Regions from separate parts of the Anas platyrhynchos genome. Here region 1 is linked to region 2. A link is a contact called in public Hi-C data. All regions are on one chromosome and are shown on one strand. The core of a region is the stretch at or near the end of the contact, and the rest is flanking DNA. Distances in the headings are between cores, read along the strand shown.

The links. Hi-C and Micro-C count contacts between places; a contact is called where the count stands out from the background.
Region 1: a contact with region 2 is called in a Hi-C map of liver, with 3 times the contacts expected there. The contact joins the enhancer-like site here to the promoter of ATF6 in region 2. A contact is called at or near these places in 2 of 8 Hi-C or Micro-C datasets (liver and small yellow follicle).

Annotation. Positions count from the first base shown.
Region 1 is chr8:16,081,522-16,085,034 of IASCAAS_PekinDuck_T2T, reverse strand. The region is part of intron 15 of ATF6 (activating transcription factor 6); the gene reads right to left. Among named protein-coding and RNA genes, the nearest start is that of OLFML2B, 22 kb to the left of the region's middle. Within about 2 kb of position 1,919, at least 2 of the 8 cell types and tissues checked have an H3K27ac peak or open chromatin away from gene starts, as enhancers often do.
Region 2 is chr8:16,021,909-16,025,320 of IASCAAS_PekinDuck_T2T, reverse strand. ATF6 (activating transcription factor 6) reads right to left here and starts at 1,743. Exons shown (of 16, transcript XM_072041422.1): 1 at 1,615-1,743; 2 at 1,419-1,495; 3 at 670-757; 4 at 249-343. The coding sequence starts at 1,690. LOC101798767 (P-selectin) reads right to left here. Exons shown (of 12, transcript XM_072042138.1): 10 at 3,273-3,395; 11 at 2,902-2,932; 12 at 1,917-2,323. The coding sequence ends at 2,269.

The sequences.
Region 1 (3,513 bases), core at 670-3,169, 60 kb before region 2:
TATCTGTGCTACTTGATGGCAGCAAGCCCTCTGGTTTTGATCAAAAAGCCTTCCCACTGTATTTGTTATTAGCCATTTTAATTGAAACGTGGATTATTTCAGAGCACTTTTGAAGTCTGTTACATCAGTGGGGTGAGAATTGCTGGAAAGGAAGGCCGAGGGAAATAGCTGCGAGCAGGAGCTGGCCAACGCAACCGAGCATATGGACTTCGCAAAGCTCTCCATTCCACTCGGTAGATTTTTACCTCTAAGAGCCTCTTTGGCTGTTGTGCTTCATCACAAAAAGCAGCTCTTAGGCTAACTCCATCCAGGAACACACACATTACAGAAGATCAGGCACACAAACAAGTATAACAAAGGCAGGCTGAAGACAAGTCCCATTGTGTGACATCAGAGCACGGACCTATCCAGAATATCTGCAGAAAATTCAAAAAACTCTGTTCATGGCTGTCAGTTCTCAGAAAATAAGGTGAGGAACTTGTCTGCTGGCTGGACATGTACTTGCTTATTGCTAGGCAACTGATAAACTCCCCTGTTTTCAACAGCCTTGCTGTTAATGCTCTCCTCACAGCAGCTCTCTCTTGGATCGACGGATACTCAGGACTCAGTAACCAGCTCTGGTAACTTATTCCACGCACCAGCAGCTGAACTGATCCCCATGAATCAGCCTCCATGTAAACAACCGCTGGCCCTGACTTCTACACTCATGTATTGGGAGCAAGGGAAAGGGGAGAGACTAATGCCAAAGGACACGCTGACACAGTACAGGATATCCAGGGGGTTCTAGGAAGAGGATGTGCAGCCTTCACCTCCAGACAACGAAGGATCCCAAATCTTCACCATGTGAAGACCGTACATTAGCCCTTAACGTGAAATCAACAGGAAATCTGCAGCTTAGTACTCAGCTGGTTGGTTTCCACGTGGTAAATGGTCTGATGCTGGCACTAACAACACTTGTGTTTGTAACTAGCAGAAAATCCAAGGCACTAGCTCTGCTTCTTCCAACATCTGCAACCCCAGTGTTTGCCTGGGGAAAAATACATTAACCAAAGTGTCTTCTTCAGCTGAATTCTGACTGCTGTCTCCTACAAGGAGTGGCTGTACAGATGTTCTCTCTTTTGCACGCTGCATGGAGAGGACTACTGGTAGTGTGCGCTGCGCTGCAGAGCTGCAGACGTCCTGCAGAGACAAAAGGCCCGTGCTTGGGGTCGGAAGAGTGGCTTAGCTGTGCTGCTCTCTATAGGTTATTTTGATCCAAAGACCCATGTTATAACCCACTGCATTTTTTACAGCAGTTAAATAAATACAAGACTAATGGCAAATGTTTCCATTTAAACTTCAAGCAAGGCACCGCCTATATGTCAATTTGGAACTGGTGTAATGAGCCAACGCGACTCTGAATTACAATAAAAGCAAATTTAGGAATGAAATCTACTGGAGACTTAACTGGTCTCAAGTGCATAGTTAGATTTCTAAAATAATAGCTGCAATCCAGCATAACAAACATGACTTGCTTAAAAACAAAAGCTGAAGTTTAACTGTAAATTGCAGTTGGCTTTCATTCCCATGAGAAACTGTCAGATATTTCTTCTTGGAATAACTTCTCAGCAAAGTCATACCAGTGATACTCACAGAACCACGCACGGTGGGACTGGGGCTACACAACTCTGCTTTTTTTCCCTCCAGGCTTATCAAGCCCGGGTTACTTAGGTCCCATCAGGAAGATTGTTTTTGACTACTACTTGTGTCCAGAAATGCTGGGGCGTCGTAGCTGGGCAGAGGGAGGTCAAGACGTGGGCTCAGCTGGCTGCAGGGACCGAGGGGAGAGTTGGGCTGAGTGACAGCAGCCAGCAGGGAAGTGGGACAAGGGTAAAGCACAATGAGAGCAGCTGGGGAGGCAGCAACGCAGAAGCTGATAGCAAAAGCACTGGCTGTGAATTACAGGAGTGGCCTGGTGAGCATGGAAGGGAGGCTGGAACAGGGTGGGGAGAAACCAATCGGTGAGAGAGGAGGGATTAACATGCACCAACACAATTGTTGTCTACTAAAAAAAAAAAAAAAAGAAAAAGACAAAGAAAAGCAACACCTTAATACTTAAATATATTTCAGAACACACTTTCAGGCACCAGCACACACGCCCTCAGTGGAGTGCTTTGTACAATATTCTCTTAAATATTCCAGCTACAACTTCCATTGTACTGAACGCGCACACACACATGTCTACTAGGAAGTTTTCTTTCGAGATCTGCCATCAGCTGAAAAGCACTAGCGCTGCTGGACTTACATCAAGTTTTCCCCTGAGAAGAATTACAAAAAACTTTTCGAACTACAAACCAAATTCTGTTTCGTACACGGGTGAGATAGAGTCAAACAAACCTTGCAGAGCTATGTCACTAACCTCCACGTTGAGTCACACAAGACAGTGACTGACACCTCGTTTCATTTCCCGATCTCTGCCCGCACTTGTTCTCTCCCCATTGCTGCTGCTGGGAGCTGCTCAGTGAGCTCAAGAGTCTCCAGCAGAGCTCAGAGGGCACTCAAGAGATCAAAGCACAATCAGAAAAGGATGACAGCCCTGCTGGTAAAAGACCGTCCAAGTTGTTCAAAACATCCTCTAATGAACTGTAAAGCTGTTTCATGTTTGTGAAGTGTCAGGGGTAAACGTTAGTACTCAGATAAAATTAAGATCCTGTCGAAGAAAGCAAGTGAAGTAGTTCTGAAAAAGATTCAAAGCAAAGGCCATTCCGCTTGTACTCCCTTCAGCTCCTCTGCCAGTGGCAGTGAAAAGGGTTTCCCTTCTTCCACAAAGACCTGTCTGAGGCATGAGGAAAGGCAGGAGCTCGTTCACTCAAAGCTTTGACAGTTCCACGCAGGGAGACCCAGCCTTTTCCAGCAGCCAATTCTCTGCAGGTGGACAAAGAATTAAGGTGGGCTTAAAAGCAGAGCAGACAGCTTGGAGAAAAGCTTTGCTGTCAGCAAACTTCCAGATGCCTCTTCAGGACACACTCAGTCCCCGCAGAGGCAGGACAGGGTGGAGGAGCAATGTTCTCAAAGGAGAGGAACAGGTTTGTCTCCAGGCAGAAGTTTTTAGGGAACAGTCTCCTATCAGCAATCTACTAATTATCACATTAAACATTATGCCAAGGTACCCACTGCCTCTTATGTATCTTGTAATTTTCTTCCTAACACCTGGCTGAGTGTCACAGAGGAAGCAGTGTTCGATGCCATTGTTGACGTAATTGCTGTCCTCGTGTCTGATCCATTTCAACACCTCTACCAAGTCCCAGGATATTTTTTATTTCCTGGATTATACCGATGTTCTGTAGAAAAATCCCAAAAAACTCCAGTAACTACAATCTCACAATGTTTCATTCTTAATAAAGGGTACGATTTATCACTGGACTCTGATGTGCATTTTCCAAATCATATTCACTCCAATAACTGAACAGCTATCCCACTTCAGACTCAATAGCATTTTAAGAATAAATACTTTGTAAATTAGAAATAGGGTTT
Region 2 (3,412 bases), core at 494-2,993:
GGCATTTGTTTGGCAAGCAGGCACACAACTAAGGTAACAGAACTGAACCTGCTCTTTTTGGAACGGATCTCAGAAGGAGGGTAAGGAAAACATTACTGAAGGGAAGTTTTTTGCACAAAGGTTGGAAAAATAAGCTGTTTCCTCTTATTCTGCAAAGTTGGTCAGACACAAATTAACCAGCTTTTTATTTGCCACAGTTGGGTCTGAATGACTCCTGCTATCTGTGTTACGGGGAGGTTTCTGCATACAGGCACATTCTGCACCGGCGAGTCCACAGACGATGGAGAAGGGACCGAACAACTTGAAGCGGCTGGTGATAAGGGCTCTGTCTTCACGTTTGCATCTGCAGGAGACAGACAAAGAAGTTTTACCGTTGGAGTCTTTAACAAGGGGAGATCAGTAATGAACACATTGCACCAGCTATTTAATTCCTGAAGCAAGGCACAGCAGAGAGCTTTGAGAGATGGAAGACACTTAACAGCCTGGCCTGCAGGCCAGCCCTCACCAGCTGCACCCATCCTACAGAAACACCGCCTGATTTCTCAGCAGAGGGACAGGTTCAGCAGGCACCCAACGGTGCCAAACGATCGGCACCATAAGGCACTAACAGCTCACCCTTGTGGTGCAGGGGGGGCATTGCCCCAGCTGCTGAATACAGCCAGGAGTTACCTGAATAAGCGTGGCTTGTGATGTTCCAAAGGTCTGAGTCCCAGGACATCAAATCCAAGTCAAAATGGAAGTTACAGAGATCGCTCTCCTGAAACGACAGTTCGGAAAAACAAACAAGACAAAAAGACAACACACACTGAGACCATCCATCAGCTGTTGTGTTCACATTTTTATAATTACAAGCGAAGGAAAGCAGAGGAAAGCACAGGACTATCAGTTAGCTGCCTGAAGGCGTGCAGAGATAAGAGCCTTTAGAGGGGCCCTCTCAACTGACTACAGAAGAAAAAATAAATAATAAAAAGAAGGATTCTAGGGTTCTTTTAGAGCTTGGAGATATAGGAGAAGAGCATTTCAGCTCAAGGGCATCAGTGGTTGTTGTTGGTCTGTTTTCAAAGCTTCACAAAGCAAAAGTTCCAACTGCAGCCACTGAACCACCCCCTACACGGTATAGGCTTGGTGACTTTTTGCCATCTTCTCCCTTCACCTTCATTGAAGGATTCAATTAACGCCCTTCCATCGCCACATCTCAAAGCGTTTTATAAATTAAAGCAGAGAGCTGCAGCAGTTTCCCAAGAGCAGGAGACCCGCGGCTCAGGATCACCTCAGTGCTGTTACGCACGGATCAGGCCTCCCCACGCCTGACCACACCGACATCGTCATCGCCTAAAACCGGAGCTACCGCTTCCATTTCCCACCAGAAATTAAAAAAAGAGGCTCTGATCGCTCCCTCAGCCCCAGCCCCGGCTCACCTCGGGCTCTGCCCCCATGTCCCGCGGCGGCCCGGCGGCGCCCAGCAGCTCGCCCAGCTCCTCGCCCAGCACCGCCTCTGTGGAGGGGGGGGGGGAGAGAAACAGTGGCCTCAGCACCGGCACCGGGCTCGGCTGCTGCCGGCCCGGCCCCATCCCCGGCCCCCGGCCCCCTCCCCGTCCCCAGGTCCCCCCTCACCCCAGTCCAAGCCGCCCCCCGCGGCCGGCAGCAGCCCCGCGGGCTCCCACTCGGCCTCGGCCGCAGCCGCCGCCATGGCTTCCTCCTTCCTGCTCCGCCGCTTCCGCCCCCCTCCTCGCCACACCCCGCTACGGCGGCCTCAGACGGACAGGGCCAGCCCCAAAAATAAATAAATAAAGTAAATAAATAAATAAAAAGCACCTACCACACCCCCCTATATACCCCCCGCCTCCCCCATGAACCCACCCCCCCCCTTTGGTACTCCGCCATGTATCCCCCCCCACAGCACACGGAGGCACAGGTCAAACACACACACACATTTATTTATTTATTGCCCCCCAAAACCCAGCCGGGGGCTTCCCCATTTCCCACACAAGCTGAAGGTCCGTGGCTGAGCTCTGGGGTCTCCTCCACACACATGGGGCAGCGGGGTGATGGCCCTCACAGCATGGCATTTCCCTGCCTGCAAGGAGAGGGAAGAGGTTTTGGGGGGCTCGCCGCCTTCTTGGCCTGCGCCTGGGGGTCTCCTCCTCTCCACACACACACACTTTCAGGTGGAGGAGCCTGCAAGCTCGTGGGTTTTCCATACACAGCTTGTTCAGAGCAAGGGATGTCGCCAGCGTGCTGTGAGGTGGCAGCGTGCCGGCACGCACCTCACAAGTTGGAGTCGTAGGCTGCGTTGGTGAAGATGCCTGGTGATCCGAGGTCGCTAGGAGGAAAAGCAGAAGGGTGTCAGCTTGGGGGAAAAGAGGCAGTCATCGTTACAGAGTCATTAGGGTTGGAAAGGACCTCCCACATCATCTGCTCCATGACCCTACCACCAATGTCACCCACTAAACCATGTCCCTAAGCACCACATCCAACCTTTCCTTGAACAACCCCAGGGACGGTGACTCCACCACTTCCCTGGGCACCCCATCCCAATGCCTGACTGCTCATTCAGAGGAGAAATGTCTCCTCATTTCCAACGCGAACCTCCCCTGACGCAACTTGAGGCCACTCCCTCTACTCCTATCACTAGTTAATCATGTGTGTGTGAGGAAAGCACTCGTGTCTGCCACGTCTCCCCAGGGGCTGCACAGTCAGACCTGACATCATGCACTACAGCAGAATCACAGGGTTTTGATGAGCACCAATTAACACGACATCATTAGCCCCTGAATAGGCTCCCACTGCTTCTCAAAGCAGCCTCACACACACAGATGTGGGTAACTGGACCCTAATGTAGTGACTGCAGGGGTAGCACCCATGCTGCCTGCAGGGCACGGCCCCGGGCACAGCTCTCACCTGGTGGGGTTCAGAAGCTTCTTCTTCTCCTCTGATGATGGTGTTGAAGTGTCCATGTGGATAGTGCCGATGCAAAAGAAATAACCAGATCTTTTTAGATGGCTTGGGAAGCAGCAGCACTTGACAAAGTGAACCAAGTTTGACAAGCATGGGATGGAGGAGAGGGGTGCTGGGGCAATTGCTTTCTCCCTTTTCAAGGGGAAGGTGTTTTTCCGGCTCCCCCCCAGTCTGGCTGCTGACACTTTTTAGCTGGACACAGCATCACATTTCTGAACTCTGTCAACCAACCCACCCTCTCTGGGTCTCCATAACCACCCTGGCTGAAAGTCCCCATCCAAAGCAAGCATGGGCTGCAGGAGGTGTTTCTGTACCTCTGTCACTGAGCCGTTTGGCGAGCAAGGCAAGAAGTGTCCCGGAGAGCACCACGCCAGCTACCACCAGAGCACTACTGCTGGTGTAAACCAGGACTTGCTTTAAGAAGGGGGCAGCATCCTCTGCAACAGATCCACAA